4 separate regions of the Sus scrofa genome follow, and all the other regions are linked to region 2. A link is a contact called in public Hi-C and HiChIP or PLAC-seq data. All regions are on one chromosome and are shown on one strand. The core of a region is the stretch at or near the end of the contact, and the rest is flanking DNA. Distances in the headings are between cores, read along the strand shown. Region 1 holds the start of SDHC (succinate dehydrogenase cytochrome b560 subunit, mitochondrial). Region 2 holds the start of TOMM40L (mitochondrial import receptor subunit TOM40B). Region 3 holds the start of CFAP126 (protein Flattop). Region 4 overlaps SDHC (succinate dehydrogenase cytochrome b560 subunit, mitochondrial).

Region 1 (6,230 bases), core at 959-3,458, 66 kb before region 2:
CTCCATATGCCGCGGGAGCGGCCCAAGAAATAGCAACAACAACAAAAAAGACAAAAAGACCAAAAAAAAAAAAAAAAAAAAGCAGTCTTAGGAATTCAGAATTAAGCCTTATTTTTAGAGGGTGTTTCAGATGTAGCATTTAATATGACAAGCAATGTCCAGAAGGCTAATGACTCCTGGTGGCTTTGTGCTTAAGCTGCATGAACATTACTAGGTAGAAGCCTAGCCGTTCTTAGCTGAGTTCTTTATCTCCAAATTGATTTTGGTGAATCATTCCTTGCTAAATGCCAATGGAGTTTGTGCTACTCAGGTGGTTATTCATCCCTAGAGAGGCTGTGAACAGTTTAGGGAGTATATAAAATACAGAGCACTGTTCAAAAGCCATGACATACTATTCGGTGATAACTAATAATTTTTGTTAACCTAGCATTAAAAATGTTTAGCCAGCAGTTCCCGCTGTGGTGTAAGGGGATTGGCAGTGTCTGAAGTGCTGGGACTCAGTTTGAGCCCCAGCCTGGCAAAGTGGGTTAAAGATCCGGCGTCGCCACAGCCGCGGCATGGCTCAGACCCCTAGCCAGGGAACTCCTTATGCCTCAGGCCGGCCAAAAAAGAAAAAAACTAATGTTCAGTCATGATTTCTCTTACGTAGGTTTACGTTATTACTATTTTCATTCACAAATGAAGAAACCACAATCATGTAATCAACAACCTCAACTTGTCCAAAAGAATGGAACTAGTGATATTACTGAACTAGAAACCAGCTCCTAGGGTTCCTTAGAAGGTATTTTCCTTTGAGGTTAAATCAGCACATTATAAAAGCTCCAAATTCCTCTAGAGAACTAGAATTAGGCCCATAACTTCCATCAAGAAAAAAATGTTTTTAATCCCTTATTTCATCATGAAACTTCTAAAACGAACTGTTACAGACCCAACATGATTATTTCAAGCATGTTAATTCCACCAAAAAGCCTGTGACATCTAAATTATGATATATCAAAGAAATCAAAAGTACTCAATTACGGTCAAACTACTTGTAACAAAGAACGCAGTCTGGGAAGACTAACTCCGGCAGACTTTACGAAAAAAAAGACACATCTGTAGATAAGAGGCAGGTAGCAAAATGAAGGATTAAGATACTGATCCCTGCTCTCAACTCCAAGAGGAATCATTTTGTCACAGAGAAAACCTAAATAAAGTCTGTCTATTTTTATACTGCATGACTGAAGTGGAAAGAGAAATGAGAAGGCATTTGGGGAAATCAGAAATTAAATCTCAACAGCATTAAAGCTAACTTTCCATAACAAAATAGTTTCCAAAAATAGTGCTGGCACGAAACTATGCTGGGATTTGTACCAAGAGTGTCTAAAGTCACTAAAGTTGCTATGGCTAGAAAAGCTCTGAGCAGAAGAGGAGGCCTTGTATACAGTGGACAGTTCAGAATGGAAAAAAAATCTAGGCTATTTCTGTGGACGAGGTGACACTGTAGAGGAAAAACGGAGTCATCCATTTCCTCCACCTCCCAACTCAAAAAATAAACTAAAATTTAATTTCCTGGCTGCTGTGGGGTAGCAGAGCGACCACTATTGGCGCTACTGCTAAACGCAGCCGGGTAGGGGTCCAGGACTCTTGCACTCTCTGCCAGGGCCCCTTTACGAAACTGGGCAGTACCCACTCATCGCCAGCAACTGGTGTCTGCAGGAGTAGACGCAAAGGCAAAGTACACCAAGATCCCTCACCTCGAAGCCCAATCCCTAAACAAGAGAAGTCAGCTATTTACTTTCTCGGAGCTCGTCTCTGGCTGCGGCACTGTGAGCAATTTGGGAAAAAGAAGTACGAAAAGTGGGAAAAGTAGAAAGGGCGAGAGCCCAGCCACCCATCTGTAAGGAGTAAGGAAAAGATAATCGGCCAGTGACCCTGAAGCCCTACAGGGTTCACAGGAGCGGCTGGGGGAGGGGAGGGTCTCTAGGATTCCAGGGCGCGTGACCTCCACCCACGGGTCCCCTCCTTGCCCAGACACGGGGTAAACAGCTGTCAGCAAGACGTGAGGGTCCAGGGCAGAGCTCCAAAGGGCCGCCGGCACTGACTCCCAGCCCCACACTAAAGTCACCTCAACAAGAGCGCAGCCATCTTGGGTTCCGGCCTGGACGGAAGTGACGCCAGACAGCCTCACCACTCTGGTGAGGGGAGGGGTAGTGGGCGGGGGCTTCTGTCACGTGAGTACACTGGCTCTTTAAGAGGATTGGCAGCTTCTCTGGCTCAGCCCAAATCAGACTCTGCTGATTATTTCTGGCTCAGCTCAGTTCAGCCTCTTTGCTGATATATATATATATTTTTTTTTTTGCTCAATTGGTCTCCGCCCCTGCCTCTCAGCGGACTTCTACCGTAAAGTACCAAGGCTTTCGCAAAATTGCCGCCGGCTCAGATTCTGCAGACTGCGTTTCACCTGCGGACACATTCATTTTGTTTAGCACCACAAAGCAGAGGACTTGCCCACCTTCTTCCCTGAGGATATCTCAGCCTAGTTTCACTTCCTACTCCTCCCAGGTAGGACTGAAAATGTCTGGGTAAGGGCAACTGAGACACCCAGGGAAAAAGATGCTTAGGCTCCTTCCCATTCTTAAGTGAACCTTCACCAATACAGAGATACAATGCAGAAGGTCCGTGGGAGAAAGAACCTCGAAGACCACCATTCCCAAGGACTGGGAACCTCCTCTCACCACTTCGATTAGTTTTATGCCTCACAACGACTGGGCTTGAGCTGCCACAAGGGCTAGCCGCCCACCAACCAAAGACAAGGCTCCCTTTTCCTTCTTTCAGGGCTATGTGGGTGACACCCACTGCCAGAAGAACCTGGGGTGGGGTGGGGAGAACTTACTTTGATTTGTATACATAAAAACAGTTTTGAGGGATCCAAACACAGCAGTCACTTCCAGAGCACTTAGGACTTAAAGGGATAAAACAAGCAAGTGGAAAGAAATGGAAGAGCACAAAAGTTCTTGAGCCTCTTTTGAGGAGGGAGGGTGAGGAGGAGTGAAGGAGACAGCCCAGGGCAACTCCTGTTCTACAATAAAACATATTAATTACATTAATATTCAGATCTCATTTATATTTAGCACTCCTGCACTTTTCCTTTCAGGGCTTAAATAGCACAGATTCACTTGCTTCTGCATTAAATGAAAGTACTGTTTTGCATGTAATGCTGGCCAAAAAAAAGCACTTTAAAAAACTTCTGGATCGGAAGAAAGCTTAGAGACTCTCTGACCTGGATTTTCTAACCAGTTCAGGAATCTCCTCTGCAACATTACTGACAGCTGATCTTCACGACTGCTCTAACACATTCAATAATGGATACCTCAAAAAACAAGTTTCAGGAATTCCCGTTGTGGTTCAGTGGATAAGGAATCAGATGAGGAACCACGAGGTTTCAGGTTCCATCCCTGGCCTCGATCAGTGGGTTAAGGATCCCGTGTTGCTGTGAGCTGTGGTATAGATGGCAGACTCGCTCAGATCCTGCATTGCTGTGTCTGTGGCGTAGGCTGGCGGCTACAGCTCCAATTAGACCCCTAGCCTGGGAACCTCCACATGCCGAAGGTGCGGCCCTAAAAAGACAAAAAACAAAAAGTTTCATTTAGTAAACAATTTCGTCATGGAAATTATGTTAAAATACAGTTTTTTGGCATTCCCTGGTGGCCCAGCAGTTAAGGATCTGGCATTGTCACTGACATGGCTTAGGTCACTGCTGTGGTGGGAGTTTCATTCCTGACCACTTCAGGCTTAGCCAAAAATAAATTTAAAAAATAAAATTAATTAATTAAATAAAATACAGTTCTTTGCTATTGAACTTCTAGTCATTGATCCTACTCTGGCCTTCTTTATTTTTATTATTTTTTTTTTTTTGTCTTTTGTTGCTGTTGTTGTTGCTATTTCTTGGGCTGCTCCCGCGGCATATGGAGGTTCCCAGGCTAGGGGTTGAATCGGAGCTGTAGCCACCGGCCTACACCAGAGCCACAGCAACTCGGGATCCGAGCCACGTCTGTAACCTACACCACAGCTCATGGCAACGCCGGATCGTTAACCCACTGAGCAAGGGCAGGGACCGAACCCGCAACCTCATGGTTCCTAGTCAGATTCGTTAACCACTGCGCCACGACGGGAACTCCTACTCTGGCCTTCTGAAACTTCACATTAACAAACCTAATGAATGCCTCTTTCACTTAGCTCTTTAAATAATTTCACTTAACATACGTGGTACTGACTTTTTGCCAGAGTCTGTGAAGGTGCTTTAGGGGATTCAAAGATACAAACTTGTATATTCTCAAGAGGTTTATAACCTTAGGATCAGTAGAAAAAGAAAGAAGTACAACAAAAAAATTAGCAACTCAGAAATCTCATCATGGCTCAGCAGTAATGAACCCCACTACTATCCATGAGGACGAGGGTTCAATCCCTGGCCTCACTCAATCCCTGGTGTAGCCATGAGCTGTGGTGTAGGCTGGCAGCTACAGCTCTGATTCGCCTGGGAACTTCCATATGCTGTGGGTGTGGCCCTAAAAAGACACACACACACACACACACACACACACACACACCACCAACTTATGAAAGGGGTATCAGGAAAGGGGTGGGGGATAAAAGGAGAAAGTGATTACAACTGGAGAGATGGAGTTAAGCAGGGATTTTGACTACAACATACTATAAACATTTATTGATAATGGTGATTTTGCCTGTGGAGTTTATGATCAAGCCCCATTTTTTTTTTTTTTTTTTTTTTTTTTTTTTTTTTTTTTTGCTATTTCTTGGGCCGCTCCCACAGCATATGGAGGTTCCCAGGCTAGGGGTCTAATTGGAGCTGTAGCCACCGGCCTACACCAGAGCCACAGCAACGCGGGATCCGAGCCACGTCTGTAACCTACACCACAGCTCATGGCAACGCCGGATCGTTAACCCACTGAGCAAGGGCAGGGACCGAACCCGCAACCTCATGGTTCCTAGTCGGATTCATTAACCACTGCGCCACGACGGGAACTCCAAGCCCCATATTTTGAGCTCCACAAACCAAATCAATGCTAATCACCAAACCAGATCTCCCACTGTGGTACTGGGAGATAAGGATCCAGCATTGCTGTAGCTGTAGTATAGGTTGCAGCTTCAGTTGGATTTAGATCCCTGGCCTGGGAACTTCCACTTGACACTGGTGTGGCTGAAAAAGAAAAAAAAAAAATAGAGACATATTAATCATGGGCTTCCCTGGTGGCCTAGAAGTTGGGGATCCAACGTTGTCACTGCTGTGGCTCAGATTTGATCCCTGGCCCAGGAACTTCTGCATGCTGTAGGCACAGCCAAGAAAGAAAGAAAGAGAGAAAGGAAAAAAAAAAGAAAAGGAATATGTTAATCAGCAAACCCACCAAAACAGTGGTGTAAGGAGATGTCTGGAAGGTACCAGGAGATTGGCTTTACAAATGAGCCTGCAATGGTCCCTTAGCAGAAACTAACAGTGACCTCTCCCCTCAATTAACCTCTAGAACCCAAAATTGATGAAATGAATCATACCGAAATTCAAAGGCTTAAGGCTAGGCCCCTATGAGCAGGGCTTATCTTAAAAATAAGCAGGAGAGAATCAAGGTCTAGCCCAGGCCTGAGGTGACAAAAAGGAAGGGGAAGAGAGAAGGGAAAACATTCCAGATAGGAGTGTGAGAGATTCAGTGAAAAGTTAAATCACTGCAGATGATCCCAAGGAAGAAAACAAAGGAAGCAACAATCAGGAGAGCGCTGGTCTAAATGATTTTTCCGGCCAGATTTGTCTTAAAACTCAGCTCTGACCATGTAGTCACTCCAGTTCCTAAGCCCAAATACCACTCCCCAAACTGCAGGAAATGTTTATGATGTACCCAATTAAATCACCCTCTAGTCTGTCATTTAAGGCCCTCCACGAACTGGCTTCAACTTTCCTGCACAGACTCCTTTCCTACAATTTCCCATATCAAGTCAAAGTGGAGAATACCCCTGAATATTCCCAGTACTTCACAAACCTACCCAATACCACACACATATACACTCCTATCTCTGTCTTCTCTTTTGCTATTCAATCTGCCTAGATAACCTCACTACCCATTTCTTCCTTTCAAAATTAGCATGCATCCTTCCAGGTTGGTCCACATCCAATATTGCCTACTAAACATGACTCTCCTTTCCTCTGAATTTCATTTATTAAATGAAAGCTATTTTTGTCT
Region 2 (5,902 bases), core at 2,394-4,893:
AGGAAGCCTCAGGGCTAAGAGGTAAAGAAGCTCCTTCTGGGAATAGGTGGCCCTACTTTCTGAGGTCAAAGATTTAGCCCTTCAGCCCTTCTTTCCCAGCCTTGGGAAACCCCGGAATGGAAAACAGGATGGGGAGCTAATCCCATGCAGATTTTTCTGCTCTGAAGAGGAAGAGGCTAGGAGCTTTAATCCTTAGGGAAATGAAGGAGGAGGGAGTGAGGGGAGAAAAATTCAGCCAGACATACCCCTTAATCCTTCTCCCTTAGTTCAGAGCCACAAGAGCATGGGAAGATGACACTGGGGCTGATGGCAGAAGTGGGAGCCTGAAGCCACTGCCTCAGCAGCTGCTCCTGTGGCAGCTCCAGTTCTGAGGAGGGCATGGTCCTGTCCCCACTCTGCTCCTGGGACCTAGAGGTCACCCAGCAAGGTGAGCTCTGGAGACGGGCCTAGTCTCTGGCCCTAGGGCACCTGACTCAGAGGTTCCAGCTGCTGTAGGGGCTGGCTCTGGGACAACCTCAGCCCACAGTGATGCTGAAGCCACAATGGAATCTGTTGCGCCAGTGATTAAGGAAGGCTCCGAGGGCTAGGGTGACGGGCAGGGGGGGCATCTTCTTCTCCAGCACAGCACCCACACACCAGTTACTATCCACCAAGCCTGTTGGGAAAGAGAATATACACTAGGTTATTTAATAGGTCTTGGAGAAAGGGATCTGCTGAAGTGAGGCAGAGTTTCCATCCCACTGCCGACCCCCAGTCCCTTAGCACCTCTGAATGTCATCTGAATAACCCTTACCTCTAAACACCATGTTGGCCTGGGGCAAAGTCAGGTGGTAACCAAAGGAGAAGGTTGTGTCTTGTAGCCTTGTGTTTGCCTCAAACTCTACTCCAACTTGAACCTGAGAACCACAGGCAAGGAGGGGAGAGGAATCTGTCTGAGTGAAGACTAGAGGAGTCCTGACAGGGCATCAGCAAGAATGAAGGCACTCATGAAATGCTTGTGCAGTGTGGGCAGGAGGAACAGAAGGTCAGCAGGTCCGGAGGGACTTGCTGGGGTGGGAGATGGGATCAGTAGACTCACCTGTTCATTTGCCCTGTGGTAATAACTTGCATGGGCCCCACCTGATCCCACATTCAATGTAGCTACCCAGTGTCCAGCTGTAAAAACCAAAGTACAAGAGAAAAGGAGCATTACTGTAGTAGAACACAGGCCAGGAACCCCAGCCGAGTCCTCCCCATCACTATTCCTCCTCACCCCATACCCGAGTACTTCCCAGCCAGTGTCAAGATGGCCCCTTCTTCTCCTGGCCTCCGATGATAAACTAGCTCTCCTCCCAGCACCAGCCGATGAGTGAGGCTCTGCAGGAAGTGAGCGACCATGATCACTGTGGGGAGACATGGAGTCAGTCATAGAGGAAAGCCTGCTCCCTCACCTCCAGCAGCCCCCACCCCAGCCTGCCCAAGAAGTTTCTTTACTAATCCCTGAACCAACAACGAAGAGGCACAGCCAACATTATTAGCAAATGGGCAGCCAAGACAAAAAGAACCCTGTGCCAATTCCTCACCCGATTCCCCAATCAGGTCAGGATTTCCTAAGGTCAGAGTGGCTGTGTAGTCATCTCCCCGATACTCGCCATCAAACTGCCATGTCAGGAACTTGGCCTGCTGAGTCTGGGTAGGGAGAGCAAGAAGTAAAATTGCCCTCCCTCTCTATAATCACTCGTGCTGCTTCTCCTCCCCCTGGAGCCCCCAGAGCAGGACACTCCTGGAGGAGAAGGAGGAAATGCTTCAGTGGATGGAAGCAGGAACCATGGGTCACCTGGAAGACAGCCTTGGCTCGGAGCCGCTCTGCCAAGAGAAGCAGGACCTGGGCGTTGAGGCTGCCACTGCTGTCCATATCTCCTACCACAGTGGGGAACACCTGTTGAAAAGTGTCCACAGTTAGGAATGAACTGGGTGGCACCAACTCCGACTAAAGCCAAATGTAGGATTTCTTTAACAGTGCCCAGCGCCCCCTAGTGGAGCCACAGAGACATCACAGAAATGTTTTCTACCCTCTCCCATTCAGCAGAAACACAGAGGAGGTGCCCTACCTATTCTTCCCCAGAACACACACATTTCCTCCTCCTCTACACCTGGGTCCCAACTGGGCTTTTCGGGGATAACCCAGGTGTGTGGAGCCCTCACCTCAGTGGGGCTAAGTTGCCAGTCCCCTGCATAGGCCGCATGGAGGTGATAGCCGGGCAAACCCAGAGCACTCATATGCACAGTGTGAGCCACCTGAAGAAAGAAAAGTCAGTGGAAGAGAGAACATTCCTGCTCCATTTCAATCCCCCATCCCACCCTTCATCTTCTCCCCATCCAGCGGGTCTTTTAAGAAACCCATACATTCCAACATATGCAGCGGGTCATCAGATTAAAAGCAACAAGTCCCACAGGCAAAGGAAGTAGAGCCCCCATATCCTCCCTCTTTTGTCCCATATAGCCTGCCTAAAACTGGGGTACAAAGGAAAGAAGAGGGTCCAGGGACAGGAAGGGAGGAGTAGTAAGGAGGGGCCAGAGAAGTGGGAGCACCTGGAAATGGCTGCTCAGAACCTTGTTGACAACGAGCTTCACTCCCTCCATCTGTGCTGGGAATACATCTGAAGGGAGTGGAGGGGAGGGGGGGAAGGGAAGGAATAAGCACAGACAAGGAACCTCCAACCCACGAAGTAGTCTCCCCTTTCAATCCCATAGACAGTGATTTGGAGGAATTGACCTCCTTTCAAGTGCTGCAACAGGAAATGCTCCCCTCCATTGGGGCACCTGATCCTCCCTGAGGCTGCATACCCCAGCTGTGACATCCTCTTTTCTGCTCCCATCACTGGACACCCAGCATTTCCCTCCCCTTCTCTGCCTCTTCAACCTGAGGCGTCCAAATGCCAAGTTCTCACCTTTGCATAGCCGGTGCAACTCATCGAAGCTCCCAGGGTTGGGGAGAGGTTCCTCTCGACGGGGGCTCCGGCGGGGCAAAGCGCCCATCGGTGCCAGGCCCAATGTGTTCCCCATTTCAGTCCAGAGGAGAGGGGAGGGGAGCCGGGGTTCGCCTGGGAAAGGACGCTATTGCTCCCGCTACCCACCACGGGCCCCACCCCCCATTATCTGGCTCCCTAATCCCAGAAACTTCCACATGGTCCGACGCTAGACCTGGAACAAGAAGAGTAGGTGGGAGAAGGCACTGGTGGGGAGTTTGAACCCCAAGCACACTCCCATCCCATTTTTAATTCCTCACCCCACCTGTCACCCCTGTACCCTCCCCCCCGCTCTAATTCTTGCCTCCACCACAGAGCTCACCCAGTTTCCTAGTCTTTCTACTCTTCATTCCCAGGCCCCAAGGCGAGGCTTGCGGTGGAGCAATAACCCTTACCGTCTCAGACCTTCATGCTGCCCCTTTCCCCCCGACACACCCCGGTCATCTTGATGGGGGCAGCCATCTTGAGTGATGGCATAACTGCGGCTTCACGCTGCATTCCCAGCGTGGTCATGGGCGCCATCTTGGAACCGGGCGAAAAAAAAAAAGATTTCCTAATCCTCCCTATATTGGGCTCCGCCCAATCTATTTAAAAAAAAAAAAAAAACTGCCTGGCTGCTGACCACAAGCCAATGGGAGAAGAGGAAACAAAGGAAAGACAGACCTCACATTCAGAAAGCTCCAACCCCGGCACTGCAGAGACAGGCGGAGCTTGATTGGTGGCTTCTTAGACTTACTCAAGTAGATGGCCTTAGATCGCCCTGCCTCTCCAAGGTCGGAAAGAATCTTTGAGCATGCAAGACACTAGAGGGAGCATCTTGGAGCTTGAGCCACTAAAGATCCCTGCACCATCTAACCTGAAGACACGTTTTGTGAAGTATGGCTGGGGGAACCACTGTGAAAACATTTTTGAACATTGCTTCATGTAACTCCTAGGTGCCCCCACTACATACACCCCCAGAACCCCTGGGGACTCTTCCTCAAAGTCCTTCATAGCGCACAGTACACCTTCAGATGACTTCGAGTCACAAATACAGCTCTCCCTAGGAAAATGGACCCACACTTCCCTCCCTGGAGGTCCACGCCTCTCAAAGTTCACCTCTCGGTAGAATGGAAATGGGTGTGAGAGTTTGGGGTAGAGGAGCATGGGATGCAGCCTTAGCTCTGTTCCCTGAAAGAACTGGCCCTTCCCTGAGTCCCTAGGCAGAGCTGGCAAATAAAATCTAGGCATGTGGACTCCTGCCCTCAAATGCACTCCACTCCAAAGCCAGGGACAAGTCAATGGAGTGCCCTTCAAGTACTAAGTGCTCAGAGTTCCCGTAGTGGCTCAGTGGTTAACGAATCCGACTAGGAACTGTGAGGTTGCCAGTTCAATCCCTGGCCTTGCTCAGTGGGTTAAGGATCTGGTGTTGCTGTGAGCTGTGGTGTAGGTTGCAGAAGCAGCAGGGATCCCACATTGCTGTGGATCCCACGTTGCTATGGCTTTGGCGTAGGCCGGTGGCTACAGCTCTGATTAGACCCCTAACCTGGGAGCTTCCATATGCCACGGGAGCGGCCCTAGAAAAGGCAAAAAGAAAAAAAAAGTTCTAAGTGCTCCACAGGAGAATAGTTGAAAATGGAATAAAATCTCTTGGGTTCCTGTTGCCTCCCTCACTATCTCTTACATTACCACTCCCATCTCTCAGGAATGTTCTACATACACGTCTGAGGGCAAAAGGATGAAAGATACAAATGCTTCTGATATCTGTTGAGCTGATTTCACCCAAAAGCCGTAGGCCTGGGGAATGCACCTCTGCCCTCCCTCACAATCAGTCCAGGGATTAGGGCCGGGGGCCTTGGTCAGGATACTATGGCCCCTGCTGACTCATACTGACTGACCACCGCCTAGAACTGATAAGGGGATCCAATGCCCAGAGACCTTCAACCTTTATCCTTGGTAGAAGCCTTTCATTCATTTTTCCTCCAGAACACGCCAATTCAGGGGCAGGGAAGAGGCTGCTTTCTGAATTTGTTTTATTGGGGGTGGGCTGTGCTCTCTGATCAGCTCTCAGGAAGGTCATTCTGGGCTCTGTTTTCTCCCCTTCTCATTCATTACACATTAACTCAAAAAGGGACAGAGTCAATCATACCTGCCCTCTGAACCTAACCCTTCTTCCCCTAACCTACATTCCCCTCACTCCTGCCCCTGATTTCATGTCCTTTCTTCTGTTCCCCAATAACCTCTCCGCCAAGTTGCAGTGAAGGGAGGTAGGCTTGGGAGATGATATCTACCCATGAAGGGACAAAGATGGCAAGGGCTATGGGCTTGATATGTCGGAGTTTTCTAGGAAAAAACAAAAACAAAAACAAAAACAGAAATCCTGCTTCCTAAAGCATTCAAATCCAAGGACTATTGGCCCCAGGCCCCAGAGGCATGAATCTTGAATAGACCTAAAGTGTATCCCTTTGACACCCACTTTGGCCTCCACTCCTGCCTCCCACCCCTTCATCCTGAGTCCCCCATGTTCTTATCCTCTCCTCCCCCATGTTTCCAATTTGTTTACTCCAATATAGTTCTTGCCTCACTGGGCCCCTCCAAAGTCCTTGTTACCTGAGAGGGGGGTGGGGAAGCAGACAGATATATAGCTCCTCCCCAGCCAGGCCAGGCACATTCGGCAAGGACAGCGACACTGACAGGTACCGTAAGGGAGCAAGAGGTGTGGGCAGCATCCAAAGAGGACCGGGATTTAATTGTGGAAAGGGAGGGAATCAGGTTGGTGTGGACATCTAGGCAAGGTGGTCCCTGGGGAGGGGCTGAAGTCAATTCAGCTTCATGATCCTCCCCTGTGCCCAACTGTTCGCAGGCCACTTTTCCCACCATTAACACCATGAAGCTGCTTGCCATAGCTGTGCTGC
Region 3 (5,889 bases), core at 425-2,924, 130 kb before region 2:
CGAACTTCATCTGCAACCTACACCACAGCGCACGGCAACGCCCGATCCTTAACCCACTGAGCGAGGCCAGGGATCAAACCTACAACCTCATGGTTCCTACTTGGATTGTTTTCACTGCACCCGGATAGAAACTCAGGGAACTCCTGTTTTTTATTCTAGCAGTTGTTTCCCCCTTCCAGTTTTATTGAGATATAATTGACATATAGCATTGTATAAATTTAAGGTGTACAGCATAATGATTGACTTACATCATGATTACCAAAATAAATGTAGTGAACACCCATTATCTCATATAGATATGAAATAAGATTTAAACATATATACACACACACACACACACACACACACACTTTTTTTTTTTTTTCTTTTCTGGCTGCCCCACAGCATATGGAGTTCCCAGTGCGAGGGATCAGATCTGAACTGCAGTTGCCAACTACTCTAGGCTGCAGCTACAGCTGTGGCAACTCCAGATCCTTTAACCCACAGTGCTATAGAGGGGGAATGGAACCTGCATCCTGGCACTGCAGAGATAATATCAATCGCAGTTCACAGCAGGAACCCTTTTTTTATTTTTTATTTTCTATCCCTCCTTTATTTCTCTGCCCCCACCCCTCTCTCCCTCAACCATCTGTTTGTGTTCTCTGTATGAATTTATATTTATATAAATTCATATTTAATTATATTCTATGTGAATTTATATTTTTATCACTTTTATATACTACCTTTTCAAAAACAATCCGTTTGTTTGTTTTGTTTTCTTTTTCAGCTGCATCCCCTGTGTATGGAAGTTCCTGGGCCAGGGATCCAATCTGAGCCGCAGCTGAGATCTACACCACAGATGCGGTAATGCAGGATCTTAACCAGCTGCAGCAGGTCTGGGAATAGAACCCCACATCAGCAGCGATCCAACTCTCTCGCAGAGACAACCCGATCCTTACTCTGCTGCTCCTCAAATGTTTTTACGGTTAAAAAAGAGAGAATTATCGTCATGGCACAGCAGAAAAGAATCCGACTAGGAACCATGAGGTTTCGGATTCAATCCCTGGCCTCGCTCAGTGGGTTAAGGATCGGGCGTTGCCGTGCGCTGTGGTGTAGGTCGCAGACGCAGCTTTGATCCCGAATGGCTGTGGCCCTGGCATAGGCTGGCGGCTACAGCTGCGATTGGACCCCTAGCCTGGGAACCTCCATATGCCGCAGGTGCGGCCCTAAACAAACAAACAAACAAACAAAAAAACATTGAGTAAACAGAAATGAGACGTGTATGTGGCATAATTTTAACTGAAAGTGTCAGAGCAATACAAACTGGAGTGGGGAGACAACTTGGAGCATGGTTGAAAAGAAAGACGCATTATCAAAAGAGCTGTCTAGTTATATAAAGGTGAGATTATAAATTTTCATTACAAAGACAAAACATGGACACATTAATGAAATGATAAAAACGCGCACTTCAAAATTAATTCGTTGCGTGGTGATTTCGCCTTCTTATTCCTGGGAGCGTCCAGGGGGCACCGAACCCCCACTTCCTCCGTTTCCGCAGGCTCCCAGGGCCACCATCGGGGCAGTGACCGAGCGAAAGCAGTTGCGCAGGAACCCCCAGACAGACCTGAAATCTGGGCCCATGGGCCAAGCGCGCTGACGTAGAGCCTGTCTCTAGGACACGAATTCTGCGCAAAGGCCAACTTCAGCGTCTTAACGGTGCAAACAGAGAATCCTAATACAAGGCCTGAAGCCTGGAGAAAAGGCGCGGCAGGCTTTCCCGGAAGTCTGAGGAGGCGGATTAGCCTCCGCCCTCCGACATCCCGCCCCGCGCTCGCCTACTCCGCCCAGCTTCTCGTCCGCGCGCCGCCTTCGATTCTCGCCTGCAAGTGTCGGGCCTTCCCCGTCATCAGGTTTGCGAACGGCCCCGCCCGCTGGTTTGTCTTGGCCACCTCGGTTGGGAACCTTCCCGCAAATCAGGCCTGAGTCAGGACCGGAAGCCTGTGAAGTGCTGATCGGTTCCCGACAGTGAGAGCACGAAGTCACGGTACCCATTTGGTGGGAGGGAAGTGGAGCACCGCCCAAGAAGCCTCCGGTTGGCATCTGGGGCTGGGCACCAGGAGCTGGAAATGACCCGGCCTTACTCCGAGGCGAGTGGTGATCCCATAGATCTGAACACCTCATAGCTCTGTGCGTGTTCCAGCTGGGTCGTGTTCACTCCAGGTCCTGATCTCCTCTCTGATCCTCTCATACCAACTATAGGCGTGCTGTTTAAAAGTGTTCTTATGGATGTGTCAACCAGGAAAACTCTGGTTCAACGGAGTTCAGCAGTTCTCTAATTAAATAGGTTTTGGGGTCTTTAATTTGCTAATATAAAAAAAAATGCTAATATACATTTTTTGGTCTTTTTTAAATTGAAGTGTAGTTGACTTACAATGTTGTGTTAATTTCTGCTACATAGCAAAGTGATTCAGTTATACATAATATAATCTTTCTCATATTCTTTTCCATTATGATTTACTACAAGGATATTGAATATAGTTCCCTGTGCTGTACAGCAAATTCTTGTTGTCTAGTTTATACATAATAAGCTTGTATCTGCTAATTCTATAGTCCTAATTTATCCCTCTACTACCCCCTTTCCACTTTGGTAACCATAAGTTTGGAGGTGTTTGTTTATATTTCTTTGTTTTGGGCATGCCCTCGGCATGCCTGGGTTCCTGATCCAGGATCAAACCTATGCCACAGAAGTGATGAGAGCCACAGCAGTGACAATGCCAAATCCTTAACCTGCTGAGCCACCAGGGAACTCTCCCAAAGTTTGCTTTCTCTGGAAGTTTTTTTCTGTGTTTCATAAATAGTTCATTTGTGTCATATTTGAGATTCCACATATAAATGACATCATATAGTTTTGCCTTTTTCTGACTTACTTCACTTAATACTCTCTAGGTCCATCCATGTTGTTGCAAATGGCATTATTTCATTTTTTTATTTGGCTGAGTAGTAGTCTAGGGTGTATCTATACCACATCTTCTTTGTTAATTCCTTTCCCAGTGGGTATTTAGGTTGCTTCAATCTTGGCTATTGTAAATAGTCCTGCTGTGAAAATTGGGATGCTTGTATCTTTGCAAATTAGAGCTTTCATCTTTTCCAAGTATATGCCCAGGAGTGGGACTGCTGAATTATATGATAGCTCTATTTTTAGTTTTTTAAGAAAGTTAAAAAACTAAACAGCAAAAGCTTTTGGTTGTTAATGAGTTGTATGAGGTGTTTGTGTATTTTGGAAATTAAGCCTTTGTTGGTTGAGTGTTTGCAAATATTTTTTTCTTTCTTTCTTTTTTTTTTTTTTTTTGGTCTTTTTAGGGCTGCACCTGAGGCATATGGAAGTTCCCAGGCTAGGAGCTGAATTGGAGCTGTAGCTACTGGCCTACACCACAGCCACAGCAACGCCAGATCCAAGCCGAATCTGTGAACTACACCACAGCTCACGGCAACACCAGATCCTTAACCCACTGAGCAAGGCCAAGGATCGAACCTGTGTCCTCATGGTTACTAGTCAGGTTCATTTCTGCTGAGCCGCAATGGGAACTCCTGCAAATATTTTCTTCCAGTTCATATGTTGTTGTTTTGTTTATGGTTTCCTTTGCTTTGTAAAAGTTACAGCTACAGCTCTTATAAATTTGATTAGATCCCATTTGTTTATTTTGCTTTTATTTGTATTGCCTTGGTGTACTGACCTAAGAGAATGCTGCTGTTTATGTCAGAGAATGTTTTGCCTATGTTCTCTTCTAGTTTTATGGTATCATGTCTTATATTTAAATCTTTAAGTCATTTTGAGTTTATTTTTGTGTGGGGTGTAAGGGTGTGTTCTAACTTCATTGATTTACTTGTGGCTATTGAGCTTTCCCAACAGCACTTGCTGAAGAGACTTTTTCTACATTGTATATTCTTGCATCCTTTGTCAAAGATTAATTGACTGTAGGTGTATGGGTTTACTTTTGGGCTCTCTATTCTGTTCATTTGATTCATATGTTTTTTGCCAGTACTGCACTGTTTTGATTACTATAACTTTGTAGTATTTTCTGAAGTCTGGGAGGGTTATTACTCTAGGTTTATTCTTTCCTCAGGATTGCTTTGGCAATTTCTGGGTATTTTGTGGTTCCATATAAGTTTTAGGATTATTTGCTCTAGTTCTGTGGAAAATGCCATGGGTAATTTGATAGGGATCATGTTAAATCTGTAAATTTCTGGAGTTCCCATTGTAGCACAGTGGAAATGAATCCAGCTAGTATCTATAAAGATGCGGGTTCAATCGCTGGCCTTGCTCAGTGGGTTAAATGATCCAGCGTTGCCATGAGTGTTGTCTGTGATGTAAGACACAGATGCAGCTCAGATCCCTAGTTGTTGTGGCCGTGGTGTAGGCCAGCAGCTGTAGCTTCATTTCAACCCCTAGTCTGGGAATTTTCATATGCCACAAGTGCTGCCCTAAAAAGAAAAAAAAAAAAATCTGTAGATTGCTTTGGGTGGTATTGTCAGATAATATATATACACTTTCTAATCATAATGACTAGCATTTGTTTTACCTTAACTTTGTATTACAGTAATTTACAATGTCATTTAATCATTTTAATCTTATTAATCAGCAAAATGTTACAGATGAAGAAATAAAATTGTAAAGAGACATGACTGAGTTTCCATTCTAATGATGGAGTTAGACCCAAACTAGGTCATTTATACTGATTGTCCACAAATCCCTTTTTAAATCAGAGCATCACTTGAGACCAGGCCTACAAAGAGTACACTTGTCTTGGAGTCCTTGGAGGGGGCAGCTATGAGGTCAAAGTCAAAGGAGGAAATGAGAGCTCTAGCACTAACTTGGGAAAGGTGGATTGCCTGGCTTCTGACAACAAGGTGAAGTGTTGGGGAAACTGCAGGAGATTAAGGTAAGGATGCCAGCAGTACCTCCTGCTACCCCTAAACACACCTGCCCCTCCCTACAGCCCTTGCAGAACACTCCCAAATATTCTAATGACACCCTGAAGGTGGAGCCAGTGCTGGAAGGGAATCTGAGCCTCCTGCTCCTGAAGAATGAATTAAAAAACAAAACAAGTAAACCCCCAAACCCTAGGACTAGGAGGTGAGAACTTGACTCAATATCTGGTCTAATCCAGTCACACTGGAATTGTTGGGGTGGAGAGAGAAGTAGATTCTGAATAGATTTAACTCCCATCTGCGGCATGTGGAAGTTCCTGGACCAGGGATCCATCCTGTGCCACGGCAGCAACTTGGGCTGCTGAAGTGACAATGCCGGCTCCCTAACCCACTGCACTGCAGGAGATTTAAGAGGAGAGAATATAGACTCCTCGATGGGAGGAGTGTCAGCATCACATTAAAGAAGAGCATGTGGTATAGAATATCTTGCAACCCTCTTGAAAAATGAAATGGAATGGTGAAAGACTAAGTACTTTCCTACAGGGACTGAGATAACCCCAAAGCACCATGTTTTGATAACTATTTGTGTATAACCACTTCAAAACATAGTGGCCTAAAATAACAATTTAGGAGTTTCTGCTGTGTCGCAGTGGGTAAATGATCTGGCTTGTCTCTGTGGAGGTGTGAGTTGGATCTCTTGCCTGGCGCAGTGGGTTGGGGATCCAGTGTTGCTGCAGCTCTGGTATAGGTCACAGCTCTGACCCCTGGCTCAGGAATTTAACATATGCCACAGGGGCAGTGGGGAAAAAAAAGGAAAGAAAGAAATAATAATTACAAAAAAATAAAACAGACTTCCTGTTGTGGCTCAGCAGTAAAAAACCTAACCAGTATCAATGGGATGCAGGTTCAATCCCTAGCTCAATGGATTAAAGATCCGGTATTGACATGAGCTGCCATATAGGTCAAAGACACGGCTTGGCT
Region 4 (5,873 bases), core at 403-2,902, 100 kb before region 2:
GAGAACATATAGGAAACCAGAGTAGAAGATGGAATCTTTGTTTAAGGCTTCGTATCTGATGACAGAACACATGGGGAAAATAGTTACAAAAGCACAACTGAAGCAAAAGCACAAATAAAATTTGAAAACGGAAGACACAGGGAGCTCCCGGGTGACTCAGTGGGTTAAGGATCCAGCATTGTCAGTGCTGTGGTTCTTGTCACTGCTATGGCACAAGTTTGATCCCTGGCCCAGGACAGGAGCTTCCACATGCTGCAGGTGAGCCCCCCCCCCAAAAAGAAAGAAAACTGAAGAACAGAAATGACTAGAGTACAGAAGAAAAATAGAGACAGTAAGCAGAAATTTAGGACAAAATAACAAACATGATGACCACTCTACCCCTCCCCCATCCTAATCACCTGAATGATAAGAAGTCACCAAAAAAGTCAAGAAATCCCCTGTTCATCTCCCAGCCTCCAATTTCTGTTTATCATCATCCCTATTCTGCATCTTTCTGGCAAGGGCTATTAAACTTAATGCCCTTGCCAAACCTCTCCCAGGCCCAATACCCCAACTGTTCCCTTGTGAACATACGTACCTCACTCCAGAGACAAGTACACAGGACATATGGTGTAACCTGGAGGAATGCTACAGAGACTGCTCAGCACCACTCTAGCAAAAAGGGAGAAGTGATCATCACTTAGAGCCAAACAGTATCTGGGAGCTGGGGTGAAGACTGTTGAGGCAGCTAAGATCTTCTTCTCCACTGAGACCAGTTAGTCATCGTTACTCCTCTCCAACCCGCAGCTTTAACTGGCTGGCTAACAACTCAGAGTGACAGACAAGACAGATCCATCACCCCAGAGTTTCCAAAAACTATCAAAACAGTGCTCCTGCCAAGGGAGTTAGGGCCTCTACAGATTTATTATAAAAGTAGCAAATTTGGCCGTTGCAGCTCAGTGATGATGAACCCAACTAGTATCCATGAGGATGCAGGTTTGATCCCTGGCCTTGCTCAGTGGGTCAGGGATCTGGTGTTGCCATGATCTGTTGTGTAGATCATAGACGCAGCTTGGATCCCGGGTTGCTGTGGCTGTGGTGTAGCCTGGCAGCTAAAGCTCTGATTCAACCCCCAGCCTGGGAACTTCCATATGTCAGCTGTGGCCCTAAAAAGCAAAAACAAACAGGAGTTCCCGTCGTGGCGCAGTGGTTAACGAATCCGACTAGGAACCATGAGGTTGCGGGTTCGGTCCCTGCCCTTGCTCAGTGGGTTAATGATCCGGTGTTGCCGTGAGCTGTGGTGTAGGTTGCAGACGTGGCTCGGATCCCGCGTTGCTGTGGCTCTGGTGTAGGCCGGTGGCTACAGCTCTGATTCGACCCCTAGCCTGGGAACCTCCAAATGTCGCAGGAGCAGCCCAAAGAAATAGCAAAAAGACAAAAAACAAACAAACAAAAAAGTATCAAGTTTTCTCAATAAACTATAAAAAGTTTTCCAGGTTTCCAAAAATCTCTCCTTTCTTATCTTTATTCTCTTTTCTCCTCAAGTTTACATACTAAGCTCATGGGCCCTTGGCTGTCACCTCCACTGTTCCACTAGATTATAATTGCCTTGAAGCTTATGATCAGTTCTCAGTGGGATTTTGGAGCCTGTAATAACCTCAAGCTCTCTGCATGCTTAACTTCCTTCCTCTTGCTTCTTCCTTCTCTGAGATTTCGGCATGACATTAAATCCTTGGCTACTTATAGTTGATTCTCTGAATTTTCCACTGGTCACTTGTAGGACAAATTGCTTCCCTCCTGAGAAAGGTCAGACTGGGCGATGTAAATGCCTGAGACCAGAAGGAGGGGGAGGAAACTGGATCCTCCCCAACCGCTATGCCCTTGGTTTCTCAAGATATCAAGGAGAGTCAAAGACAAAATGATAACTTTAATTCACTGTCAGAAAAAGCTGTCACATGAATTTGGATTAGAAAACATATTAGGCTTGGTTTTTCTGGAAATGTAAAGAAGAGAAATGACCCTTAATAGGTTCAACCACCATTTTCCAGATCTTCCTCTTGCATCAAAAGCTATATACATCTTCTCCCCAAAGCACCTGCTCCATGAGCCAACTTACCCTCTTTATCTCACTCCAGCCAGAACAAGCTAATTCCCCTCCACCCCACCCCTCTCCTTTCAGTCACACTGTGTGGGTGCTAAAGACCCTGGGCTCTGACCAATGAACAGAATTGTCCTTTAAGCCAGCAACCCACAGGCAGTGGCACCCAAAGCCCCCACTCCCAGTCCCCATGGCAGGGGCCACAGAGCTGGCATTGTTTCTACTGTCTCAGGAAAAAGGAGCCAAAAGCTGACCCTCAGCATAAATCAAGGCCCAATATGGAGAGAGAATGAGGGCTCCCAGGCCTAGAGTAGGCTGCAAGCTGGGGGCAGGAAAAGGGAGTTTTTGCAGTCATTCTATCTTTAAAAATAAGGGGAAAAGTGGACACTTTTCCACTACTATGGTTCTATAACGTACTCTACTGCTGAGCTCCAACAGGGTCTGCAAGCACAAAAGGGTCAGAGCTTTGCCCTGGCTGAAGATAACAGCAACAAATAGGAAGATAAATCAATGTAGTAATTTGCAGGACGATGATGTTGGGAACTCAGCTCTTCACATGGCTGCCAGCCCTACAGAGGACAACACAGTAAGAATCAAGACAACCACTCCAGACTGGGTTAGCTGGGGAATCGTCAGGCCTTTTCCTAGGTCCCAAATCTGTAGAAACAAGAAAAAAAAAATTTTTTTTTCATCAATTAGGGTCCTGGTCACTCTCACAGTTCCCTTCTCAAAAAGGAGCTCTATCTAGGAACAGACAATTTCTCTCAGCCTGATTCTAGAGAAAAGCACTTCTCCCCTTATTCCTTACCTTCACCTTTCTCAAAACCCACAGAACGTACCTACCACCACCTACTTATCCCAGTAACAGAAAAGGGATCCACCCTTAGCCCTATATATAAGAACTTCCAGACTGAATAGATAAAACTTTCCCTCATGACAAGAAAACAAGATCAGTGTTTCCCAAAGTGTAATTCTCCAAAAACTAGATCCTCAGAACAGTAAAAGGCATTACATGGTAGGGGGAAAGAGTTCTATGTTCAAATAAATTTGGTATTTACCCATAAGACCTCTCAAATAATTTATTAATACACACTGCTAATCTCCAAAATGGAGATATAATATACATGATTTCCTAGATACAGCCAACCACAGAACCCCCTTTGAGAAGGACCATTTGTCCAATCAGAGGACAGGTATTTTTAAAAAATACTCCTTGCGATCTAGAATAATATTTCTCAATTTTGTTTTGACTGTGACCATCCCCAACTAAGAAATATCTTTTTAATGAGTGTGTGTATATACACACATATGTATTATATATCATATATAAAAGTTCATGAAATAATAAGCAATATTTATCATTATATTAAGTTGTATTCTATCTAAATTTCTTTCTTTTCTTTTTCTTTTTTGGCTGCACCCACGGCATGCAGAAGTTCCCAGGCCAGGGACTGAACTTGCACCACAACAGTGACCCAAGCCTACTGTAGGGACAATGCCGGATACTTAACTTGCTAAGCCACATGAAAACTCTAAATTATTTTATTGGTAACAACCTACTAAATTGATTTTCTACATAATGAGTCAAAAACCGCAATTTAAAAACCACTGATCTATTGCAGATGCATCTGGTTTGTAATCACTTAAATATATTCTCACTTTAAGTATAAAAAAAAAAAAACAAAACAAAAAAACCACTGATCTAGACTCTTTTGTCCTCTAGGGATATTAACATATTATATTCTGAATTTCTGAAAGACCCTCTTGAACAAAAGTAGTCTTCAGGTTTCTCACTTTCCACACACGATGGCCTCAACACACACAGATGCCCACACTCTGAATATAAAACTGATTAAATTTTTTTCTCTGCTTTAGAGAAAAATTAAGAGAGCCCAGAAAAAAAAAAATCAAGATGAGATGAGATCAAGATGCCCCTACCTTAGCTTCTAAAGAGCTTCTACCTAGGGAAGATTAGGAGTCAATCAGATTCCACAAAGTTATTTTGTTTAAAAAGGCATAGTGTTTTATAAAAACAAAAAACTGAGTTCTGCTGGGTGGCAGTGATAGAGGGATAGTTTCTAGCATACTGAGATCCTGTCACTTCTACTTTCTTAAATCAACCCCACCTCCACTCCCCCATTAAATCTTCTGGCAAGACAATTATCAAGTTCAGAGTGAAAGAACAGTGGACTGTCACACAGAACAGATAAAATCCTGTCCCACACTCAGAGCCAGGACTTGCTAGGACAACAAACAAAAGCAGATTTAAAGGCTTAAGAAAAGCCTTGACTTAGTTCTGACATTTTATAAAACCTCCTTCCCTTCCCTCCCCCAACAATGAGACATATGCAAATATATGGCAAGTCCCTGCCTGAGCTAGGGGAGCAGCAGAGGAAGCTGATCAGCTGATTTTCATTGGAGAGCTTTGTTCTGTGGAATACGAAGTCATTAGTGGAAATGCCCTCCCTCTCCATCCCCTCCCTGAGGGAAATGAAGTCATTTTGAATCAAACTGAACACTGCCCCAGGGAACAGTTGATAGATACACTTAATTTAATAGGTCATTTATTCTCTCACTTTTCTGATTCCATTAAACTATTGGACCAGACTGAAATTCAGAAAGTGCTTGTCTCAGAGCTCTGATGCAGAAGTTACAAAAGGTCAAATTAAGGCAAAAGCATCCAACTGAGAGGTGGCTCAGGTTGAGAAATAATAAAAAATGAGGAAGAATGAAGCTATAATTATCTTCCTGGGAAAGGAAGCAGGACTAAAGGTAAAGAGACCCCAAAACATAAATCTTAAAATGCTGGAGGAGAGGTTGATCTATGACCTGGGAAAGGTTTAATTAAGCTTTAATTCCTTAATACAAAGGAGTCACCAGTTTGAACTGACCCCATGATCATGCAGGAGACAAAGGGACAGATTTCAGGCTAGCAAAAGACTGTGAGGGTTCTTGCTTTGGTGCATAGGTTAAGTACCAGACTACAGCAGCTTGGGTCACTGCAGAGGCACAGGTCTCATCCCTGGCCCAGGAACTTCCATATGCCACAGATGCGGCCATTAACAAAAAAATTCCAAACCCAATATTAAAATCTGGGATTATACACACCCAGTTTCTGTTAAAGTTGGCCCCATTCTTCTATCCAATAGTTCAAAATGAATGAAAAAACAAAAGCAGTTAACACAATCCAATATCAAGATTAAAAAAAGTATATTTAACTCCAGCCAGATTTGTCAGTCTGGATTGACAGAAGATAAGACTAAAAGCAGCAACTATGTCATCTAGCTCATATGAATCCCCAATGTCTACAACAGTGCCTGACACAACAGGAAACAATTATTTGTCTGATAAATATGCCTTCTAAACCAGATGTATGGTCTGGCTTCAGGGTTCTCTTTTAGTGACATTCCTCTTAAATGGCCAGGCCTACATCTAGTGCTCAGCTAGACCATCAACTGGGCTGCCCATCAACACACAGGGCATTATTTGAGCTTTCCCAAGAGGCGCCCCCAGCAAAGGTCCAACACAACTAATTTCAAGAACAGATCTCAAGCCAGACCTTCGAAAGACAGATTCCTCCTAGCCTTACCATTCCTTTCACCCAGAAAATGTACTTAAGTCTACAGTTAACTTACCAAGTGTCGGATCCCATTCCAGGTGTGATACATGAGAGGGAAGACAATCCCAAATTTGGCTGTGTAGATCAGTGTTGGCCCTAAACACAGGGACTTCACAAGTTCCAAATGAGATTCAAAGTTCCCAGGGAGCAAGAGGGCAGACAAGCCAAAAAGAGAGA

The links. Hi-C and Micro-C count contacts between places; a contact is called where the count stands out from the background. HiChIP or PLAC-seq counts read pairs in DNA pulled down with a chosen protein or histone mark.
Region 1: a contact with region 2 is called in a Hi-C map of liver, with 1.9 times the contacts expected there. The contact joins the promoter of SDHC here to the promoter of TOMM40L in region 2. A contact is called at or near these places in 3 of 5 promoter capture datasets (fetal liver and liver), 11 of 47 Hi-C or Micro-C datasets (alveolar macrophages, embryonic fibroblasts, epiblast stem cells and 4 more) and 2 of 2 datasets of contacts at active chromatin or transcription factors (alveolar macrophages and skeletal muscle).
Region 3: a contact with region 2 is called in an H3K27ac HiChIP or PLAC-seq map of alveolar macrophages. The contact joins the promoter of CFAP126 here to the promoter of TOMM40L in region 2. A contact is called at or near these places in 2 of 5 promoter capture datasets (fetal liver and liver), 5 of 47 Hi-C or Micro-C datasets (embryonic fibroblasts, epiblast stem cells, liver and 2 more) and 1 of 2 datasets of contacts at active chromatin or transcription factors (alveolar macrophages).
Region 4: a Hi-C map of alveolar macrophages shows a contact between it and region 2, with 2.7 times the contacts expected there. The contact joins the enhancer-like site here to the promoter of TOMM40L in region 2. A contact is called at or near these places in 3 of 5 promoter capture datasets (fetal liver, liver and skeletal muscle), 31 of 47 Hi-C or Micro-C datasets (adipocytes, adipose tissue, alveolar macrophages and 17 more) and 2 of 2 datasets of contacts at active chromatin or transcription factors (alveolar macrophages and skeletal muscle).

Annotation. Positions count from the first base shown.
Region 1 is chr4:89,166,956-89,173,185 of Sscrofa11.1, forward strand. SDHC (succinate dehydrogenase cytochrome b560 subunit, mitochondrial) reads right to left here and starts at 2,209. Exons shown (of 6, transcript XM_003125659.6): 1 at 2,108-2,209. The coding sequence starts at 2,127.
Region 2 is chr4:89,231,861-89,237,762 of Sscrofa11.1, forward strand. It overlaps TOMM40L (mitochondrial import receptor subunit TOM40B), which reads right to left and starts at 3,644. Exons shown (of 10, transcript XM_003125660.4): 1 at 3,404-3,644; 2 at 2,931-3,183; 3 at 2,572-2,639; 4 at 2,185-2,277; 5 at 1,817-1,918; 6 at 1,563-1,668; 7 at 1,260-1,382; 8 at 1,079-1,155; 9 at 794-896; 10 at 1-655. The coding sequence starts at 3,045. The coding sequence ends at 516. APOA2 (apolipoprotein A2) reads left to right here and starts at 5,654. Exons shown (of 4, transcript NM_001186294.1): 1 at 5,654-5,683; 2 at 5,851-5,902. The coding sequence starts at 5,875.
Region 3 is chr4:89,106,374-89,112,262 of Sscrofa11.1, forward strand. It overlaps CFAP126 (protein Flattop), which reads left to right and starts at 1,675. Exons shown (of 7, transcript XR_001308305.2): 1 at 1,675-1,889.
Region 4 is chr4:89,133,524-89,139,396 of Sscrofa11.1, forward strand. It overlaps SDHC (succinate dehydrogenase cytochrome b560 subunit, mitochondrial), which reads right to left. Exons shown (of 6, transcript XM_003125659.6): 5 at 5,713-5,873; 6 at 1,887-2,734. The coding sequence ends at 2,630. It overlaps CFAP126 (protein Flattop), which reads left to right. Exons shown (of 7, transcript XR_001308305.2): 7 at 1-2. Among named protein-coding and RNA genes, the nearest start is that of CFAP126, 28 kb to the left of the region's middle. Within about 2 kb of position 1,653, at least 5 of the 83 cell types and tissues checked have an H3K27ac peak or open chromatin away from gene starts, as enhancers often do. A contact at or near this core is called in alveolar macrophages and retroperitoneal adipose tissue, where this site is marked.